Regions from separate parts of the Sus scrofa genome. Here region 2 is linked to region 1. Evidence: chromatin contacts called from public HiChIP or PLAC-seq data. All regions are on one chromosome and are shown on one strand. Each heading gives the region's core, a stretch centred on a gene start, on an enhancer-like site or on the middle of the called end of the contact. The rest is flanking DNA. Distances are from core to core; before and after follow the strand shown. Region 1 overlaps SND1 (staphylococcal nuclease domain-containing protein 1). Region 2 overlaps SND1 (staphylococcal nuclease domain-containing protein 1).

The links. HiChIP or PLAC-seq counts read pairs in DNA pulled down with a chosen protein or histone mark.
Region 2: an H3K27ac HiChIP or PLAC-seq map of skeletal muscle shows a contact between it and region 1, with 6 times the contacts expected there. The contact joins two enhancer-like sites. A contact is called at or near these places in 1 of 47 Hi-C or Micro-C datasets (epiblast stem cells) and 1 of 2 datasets of contacts at active chromatin or transcription factors (skeletal muscle).

The regions. Positions count from the first base shown.
Region 1 is chr18:20,350,571-20,353,917 of Sscrofa11.1, forward strand. All of the region lies in intron 16 of SND1 (staphylococcal nuclease domain-containing protein 1), which reads right to left. Among named protein-coding and RNA genes, the nearest start is that of LRRC4, 33 kb to the left of the region's middle. Within about 2 kb of position 1,886, at least 13 of the 83 cell types and tissues checked have an H3K27ac peak or open chromatin away from gene starts, as enhancers often do. A contact at or near this core is called in skeletal muscle, where this site is marked.
Region 2 is chr18:20,598,479-20,601,770 of Sscrofa11.1, forward strand. All of the region lies in intron 9 of SND1 (staphylococcal nuclease domain-containing protein 1), which reads right to left. Among named protein-coding and RNA genes, the nearest start is that of SND1, 53 kb to the right of the region's middle. Within about 2 kb of position 1,308, at least 38 of the 83 cell types and tissues checked have an H3K27ac peak or open chromatin away from gene starts, as enhancers often do. A contact at or near this core is called in skeletal muscle, where this site is marked.

The DNA.
Region 1 (3,347 bases), core at 636-3,135:
ACGAACTCAGCTCGGGCCAGTACAAGACAGACGCTTTGGGGGCTGAAGGAGGGCCATCTCACCCAGCCTCAGAGACCCAGGGCGGGCCTCCTAGAGAAGGAGCTGGATCTTGAAGGCCAGGGGCGAAGGTGCTGCGTGGGAGCTTGAGCTGCCCAGAGGGATGGGAGGGCATGTTGGCGTGGGGAACCCAGAGTGTGAGGTCAGTTCTGAGGAGGTGTGGATTATGAAACGAGGGCTGGGGCCATGACGCTGAGAGGCCATCAAGGATCTATGTCAGCTAAGGAGACGGAACTTTATCCCAGAGGCAACGGGCAGTTATACATTTATAAACAATGCACTTCCAGTGGTCTTTTAAAAAGATGAGAAATGGCGATGTGGATGATCAAACTGAAAGGAAGCAAAACAGGCTGAGAGAGGAATCATTACATAAAAAGCAAGGGCCGCAAAGGCCAGGCAACAGATGAGGCAGGAATCAGGCCATCACAAGATCTAAGGTCTTTGACGAGGACAGGCGCAGCCTCAGCAATGCCTAGGATCTCCCTGTGGCCTCGAGAGCATCTAGAAGCAGACTCAGTGGCTCCTGACCACGCAGGCAGCGTTGGATCTCCGGCAAGACCTTTTACGAATTCATTAGCCCCAGACATTTAAGGGTTGAGAGATCTAAAATATGGCTAAAAAGAACGACCACCTTCTAATAGCACAACTGGCAAAGCTTTGGGGGAAAAAGCACCAGACGGGGAACGCAGACGTTTGAGTCCTGCTATCTGTCCTACAACGAGCTTTGTGAATAGAGGTGGTTTACTCTGCACCCTAGTTTCCAGAACTGTAAAACCAGGGATGGTATTTTTCTTAGAGGTTTGCCATGAGATTAAAACAAAATACTGTACATGAAAGTGCTTTTACACTGGAAAATGCTACACATAAGATGAAAGTTCTATCACAATTAAGACAGAAAGTCTTTACTTGAGCCCCCCCTTCAAAGAAAATAGCCTTAAATGGAAAACAGATTGAAAGACCACGGGTGGGTGATGACCTGTCAGGAGTGTGTGGGGAGGGGAGAGGAGCTTTAGCCCCCGAAGCGCCGCAACACCTCGCGGGAGAAGAGAGCTGGTTGGAGCGCTGGCTCTACCGCCTTCCCTCTGTCCTGGGCAGCGGCAGAGATAATCTAGAACAGGGTATCTTTGTGCAAATAAATGCACCGTGGCCGGACAGCGGCTTGCTTCTCCAGCAGGTTATTATTCCCAGCTCAGCAAGGGTTCCCAGGGGCCGTGGCACCGACAGAGAGGCGGAGAGCAGTGGGTGTCCGCCACCCCAGTGGATTTCCTCGAGGCTGTCCTCACCGCTTTAATCCAGAGATAGAACTCAGCTACTGTTCCTCCCCCAACGTGTCTCGACAGGGAAGGGGCCCGCAGAGCTGCCATGGGAAGGGTCAGAGGGCGTGTGCCACAGGGCTTTGGGGAAAAGACAAAGGGCATGGGGAAAAACAGAATTAGATCAAGTGAACCGCTTAGACTGGTTTAGTTTTTTCAGACAAGGTGAGGCACGCTTGCTGCTAAAACAAAGGGGAGGGAACCACTTTCCCTTCCTTTAAGAATTCTTTCCCAGAGGAACCCCCCCCCTTAAATTTACACCAGTATTCACCGCTGAGCCTGTATTTCTCTGAAACATAAATACTTGTTCTTCAAACAGCAACAGCTGCTTGTGATGCTTTCATGCATTTTTGTTTTTTAAAAAAGCAGGGGTAGTGGGAGGGAGGGAGGGAGGGAATCCGGGACTGAGTCCTGGCCACTGCAGCCTGCAAAATGAGCTCCCCAGGGGGGACATCCTCCCATTTGAGGCCAGCAGGAAGAAGGGAAATAGGTCAGGGCAGCAGCCGGAGTTTTCGGCTCGCTGTCCAGCACGAGGACGTCATTTTCCAGGCAGCGGCAAAGGGCAGTTTCGCAGCTCTCAGGACAAAGGGGTCATTGAGGAGGGCCTTGGAAATGATCCCCGTTCCTCCATAGAAGCTCCTTCCCCTCCCCCAACCACACCGCCTACAGCCCGGAACAGTGCACTGATCTGATTCATAATACCTCACGCCCCCTCCAAAAACCGTGGGTCAGCAAGTGAGTGTTGGCTAGCTGGCCTTCCGACAGGAAGGTGTGGAGAGATCCCAAACGGCTGGTTTCATCACCGGAAGGGCTTCGAGAGGAAGACATGGCTTGGGATCACGGGTTCAGTGTTTCAGAGAGGAATGCCCAGGCAGGAAGGAACTGCTTTCCCAGAACCAAAGGTAACTGGGGTGTGCAAACCTTGGAGTTTGTACTTTCAAGCCCGTTATCTAATGCTGTCTGTCTCTCACCACTACTTCTGGGAAGATGCTAGCCACGGGCACAATTCCCCATCTGGGAAATTACACCAGATCTTCCTGTCCTTGGCAGTGTGGCAGGGAATTGCCTGAAATGAGGCAGGCCAAGGGGGCGTCTGGCAAAGGGCGTGTCATCAAGCACATGGTGTCTAGAAGTCACCCAGCTTCAAAGGTGGGGGACACGAGAACCACCTCATTTTCAGGGCTATACCATTTAAAACCAACTAGGCAAAACCCGTATAGTGGGGTCAGCAAACATTTTAGACAAAAAGATAGTCAATATTTTAGGCTTTGCAGACCACACACCCTGATGCAACTGTTCAACTCTGCTACTGTAACATGAAAGGAGCCAGAGCCAGTACTTAAAGAGGTGGGTGTGGCTGTATCTCAATAAAGCTTTATTTACAAACGTGCACTGGGACAGATCTGCCCAGGCCTGCTGTGTACCAACTGCAAGAGGCTGGGAAGAACCGCTCAAGTCCTCGGCGAGTTGCTTGGCTGGTTTGGCCTTCAAGGTCACAAAGAGAATCAGGTTAATGACCTGGTGTCTAGCTCACTGTTCTCGCCCTGAAGCTGGCAGCACCACCAGAACACCAGACCAGTGACCTGGCACAGCCCTCCCAGACTCCCGACTCGGAGAAAGGAACGAGAACCCACAGGAACCGGTGTCCGAGGAGAAGGACCATGGAGTAGGATGGAGAAAAAGGATGAGAGATGGCAGAGGAGACACTCAGGAAAATGAGCTGAGTGACGGCCAGAGATGTCAGGAGCTCTGTCCTGCCCGGTGTCCTGCAAAACACATTTCAGGAAATCGGGCCCTCAGGTCTCATCTGAAACGCGCGCAGTCTTGTGTGAGGCAGTGCAGCCCCACGTGAGGATGTGGGATGCAGCGTCTTCAGCCAAAGCAGAGGAGGCGGCAGGCAGCAGCACCCGCCCTGTCTACCCAACGCTAAGACAATGCACTTTGTAGACAAGCAGTCACTTTTCAGGGCCAAGCGCC
Region 2 (3,292 bases), core at 58-2,557, 250 kb after region 1:
TCTAGAAAAGGGCAGCTGCCACCCTGTGTCCTCCCACAATATGAAGCGCAATTTCCTGCTGCGAATACCTCTGGGCACCTAAGTACCAGCAAAGCAACCTGGACACTGTAATAGGTACTTAAGAGGAAACCAAGCATCAAATTCTCAAAGAGGGGCAGCCCACAGAATAGCCGACCCGGTCCCTCACCACTGTCAAGGTCATCAAAAACAAAGAAAGCCTGAGAAACCACCAAATCCAAGAGGCGCCTAACAAGATATGACAACTAAATTTAGCATGCTATTGAGGATGAGAATTCTGAACAGAAAAGGGCCATTAGACAAAAACTAAGGAAATCTGACTAAAGTATAGACTTTAGTTGACAATAACATATCAATACTGGTATACTTCTTATAATCAATGTGCCACAATCATGTCAGATAATAACGGGAAGCTGGGGGGGGGGGAATAATGTGGGGATGCTGGTCTACCCATTTTTCTGTAAACCTACTGTTTCAAAAAATCAAGTCCATTTCAAAAGCTAGGTAAATGTTTTTTACAAAGCTGTTCTAATTCAACCATTTTCTTATCAGCAATTGAGCTTGCTAACTTAAGCTACAAAACCAAGTCCTGACCTCTGTTTGGTGTAGGAGGGGTCACCTCCCCAGACAGACCACCCCAGAACTTCCTTTTCATCCGAAAGCCGAAGGACAAAAGGTCAAGGAAGTAGCTGGTGGTTTTTGTTCTCTCCATATTACCAAATGGGAATCTAAAAGTCTAGCCAAAAATATTAAGCAGTATCCTTGCTTAAAATCCATCTTGGAGAGACATGACAATGAACTCCATTCAAAGCTCTGACATTTTTGCATGGCGAAAAATAATCAGGGCCAAACCAAACCAAGTTAAGTACTAGGATCCGCTGTATCCACGGGTAGTTTATAACCTGAGCTCCAAAACAGAACCTGAACAACAAATACCACAGAGATAACTACTTAGGGTAATCTCCCAGACAAGCCCTAGAGGGTAAGCTCCTTGAGAACAGGAACCATTTGTCATTCTTCTTGCAACGGGGCTCTGAGGGTTTAAGCAATCAATCCATACAGAGAACGGAGGGAGAGGCCTCCAACCAGGCAGGGCAGTGAGAAGACTCCACCCCTACTCCCCACCCCCAAGTGTCACTGGGTCTCTGAAGTCTGCAAGGCCCAAGCATCCAGCAGCAGGGACGGGGAGCCAAGCCACGTGCTCCGGGGACCATATGGCTACAAACAGCACAGATCAGCTAAAACGCCACAGGAAACGCAGGCAGGAAACTGGCAAGCCGCGACAGGCACAAAAGTCTCAAGCAGGCTCAGCTAATCGCTGTGAAGTGAACATGCTCTCTGCTAACCCGGAGAGACAAGGAGAGCCCTCCCTGGCATTTCCCTCCCTAGGAAGGGAAGCTGCTGAAGCAGAGAAAGGCAATCAGTCTTTCGGTGCCCCACATATCAAGAGAACACTTTGCTGAGTTTCAAATTTCTCGGAAGTGAGACTCTTGGCCAACACCCCAATCTACAGCATGCCATCGGTCCCAGAAGTCACCTAGGGGGTCCAGGAGGCCTCTGCTTAAAGAGTTCATAGGTCATCATTTGCAGGCTTTTCGGGCTATGACTAATTAATTAATGTACAATTAATTCCTAGGAGACAGAGTGACCGCTGAAAAGAGAGAGCCACTATTTGTTCAGGCCTTACAGTCACACCAGCCTCAGAGCAGAATCCTTCAGAGAAAAGTGAACTGTCAGACCATGTCCAGGAAGGCCCAGGGCACTAACCTTTTTAGGTTTCCATGAAAAAGTAGTTTGGCATTAACAAAAGTTTTAAATCAGGCAACCTGACTACCAAACTGCAGCTGGGTTCTAGCTTGTGAAAAGAAAAACAGGCCATTTTTCCTTTTACATTTTTTCCTTAATGCTGACATCCGGTGTTCTGTAACAGGGTTTGAAAACTGTGGCCAAGGGCCCACCGCCTACTCTTATAAATAAAGTTTTACTGGAACGCAGCCACGCCAGAGCTGTTTTCTTGCTCCAGTAGCAGAACTGAGTAGTCACAAAGAGTCTACAGGGCCCAGAAAGCCCCAAATATTTACTACATTGCCCTTTAAGAAAAAGCTGGTCAAGGGCTGCTCTACGACATGTTAGAAAATGAACTTAACATTCCTGAGGAGCAAATGTGCTCCAGAATATTCCTAAGGAAAAGAGTGCCATTTACAGGGAGATTATTCCATCTTCTAAATGATGGACAAATGATCAAACGACATGATTAATGACCTATCGGGGTTTAGTTAAGAAAATTATGATGCAGGCTTACAAGAGAACATTATGAACATAAAGCAAGTTCAAATATGTACTTTGTTACCCTACCTCTACACAAAAACAAAGGGCTTGGGGAGATGGTTTTGGATTTGTTTTGGCCGTGGGTGGGGGGTTGGGGGGGAGTTGCCAAGAGCCCAAAAGGACAAAGATAACGGGAGAGGAGAATATAGCAACAAAACTTTGCAGGCTGGAAAGCAGAAGGATGAGTGGTAACTGACTCCACAGACCCACAAAAGCTAAATCTGAGCTAGTGGTGAGAAAACAAAACAGCCGGTCTGACTTACAGGCAGGCTGGCCCCACCCACCAAGACTAAGAAACTATCAAATCAGGACTCTCGAGAGGGGATAAGAGGGGGTGAAAATAAGGCCCCAAAATAGGACTGGTATAAAAATCATGGAAGAAGTCCCTGGATTTCAGGATGTACACCCTAAATCCCATACCGAGGACTTCACTGCTTCTAAACCAGTGTGGACCAGACCTTATTCTTTGAGAGAGACAACCAAGGCATCAGCAGCTATCTGAGGAAAGCCTCTAATATGGAAAATCAGGGCTCAAAATGAGCAAAGAGAATTAAAAACAACCTAGAGAACACCAACTATACAGGGAGAAGAAAATCTTCAAAAAATTATTCATTTCTCAAAAAAACTAAAAGATGATATTTATGTCTGAAGTACGACATGTTTTTTTTTTTAATAATAACAAGAGAAACATTCAGAGGAAAAAAAAAAAGCTCGTAGAAATTAAAAGGTAATATCATAAAGTATCCAATAGAGGGGCTCAGAGGTAAATATAAAGATAACTAGAAAGAAGAAAAGACAAAAAGATGGAAAATAGGAAGAAAAAATTAGAAGACCAGTCCATGAAGTCAAACATCCAAATAGGAGTTCTAGGAAAAACAGAAAGCAGAGAAACTAGATGGAAATCAACAACACAACAGTTGAAATCCCCACACATAAAGGACTAAAA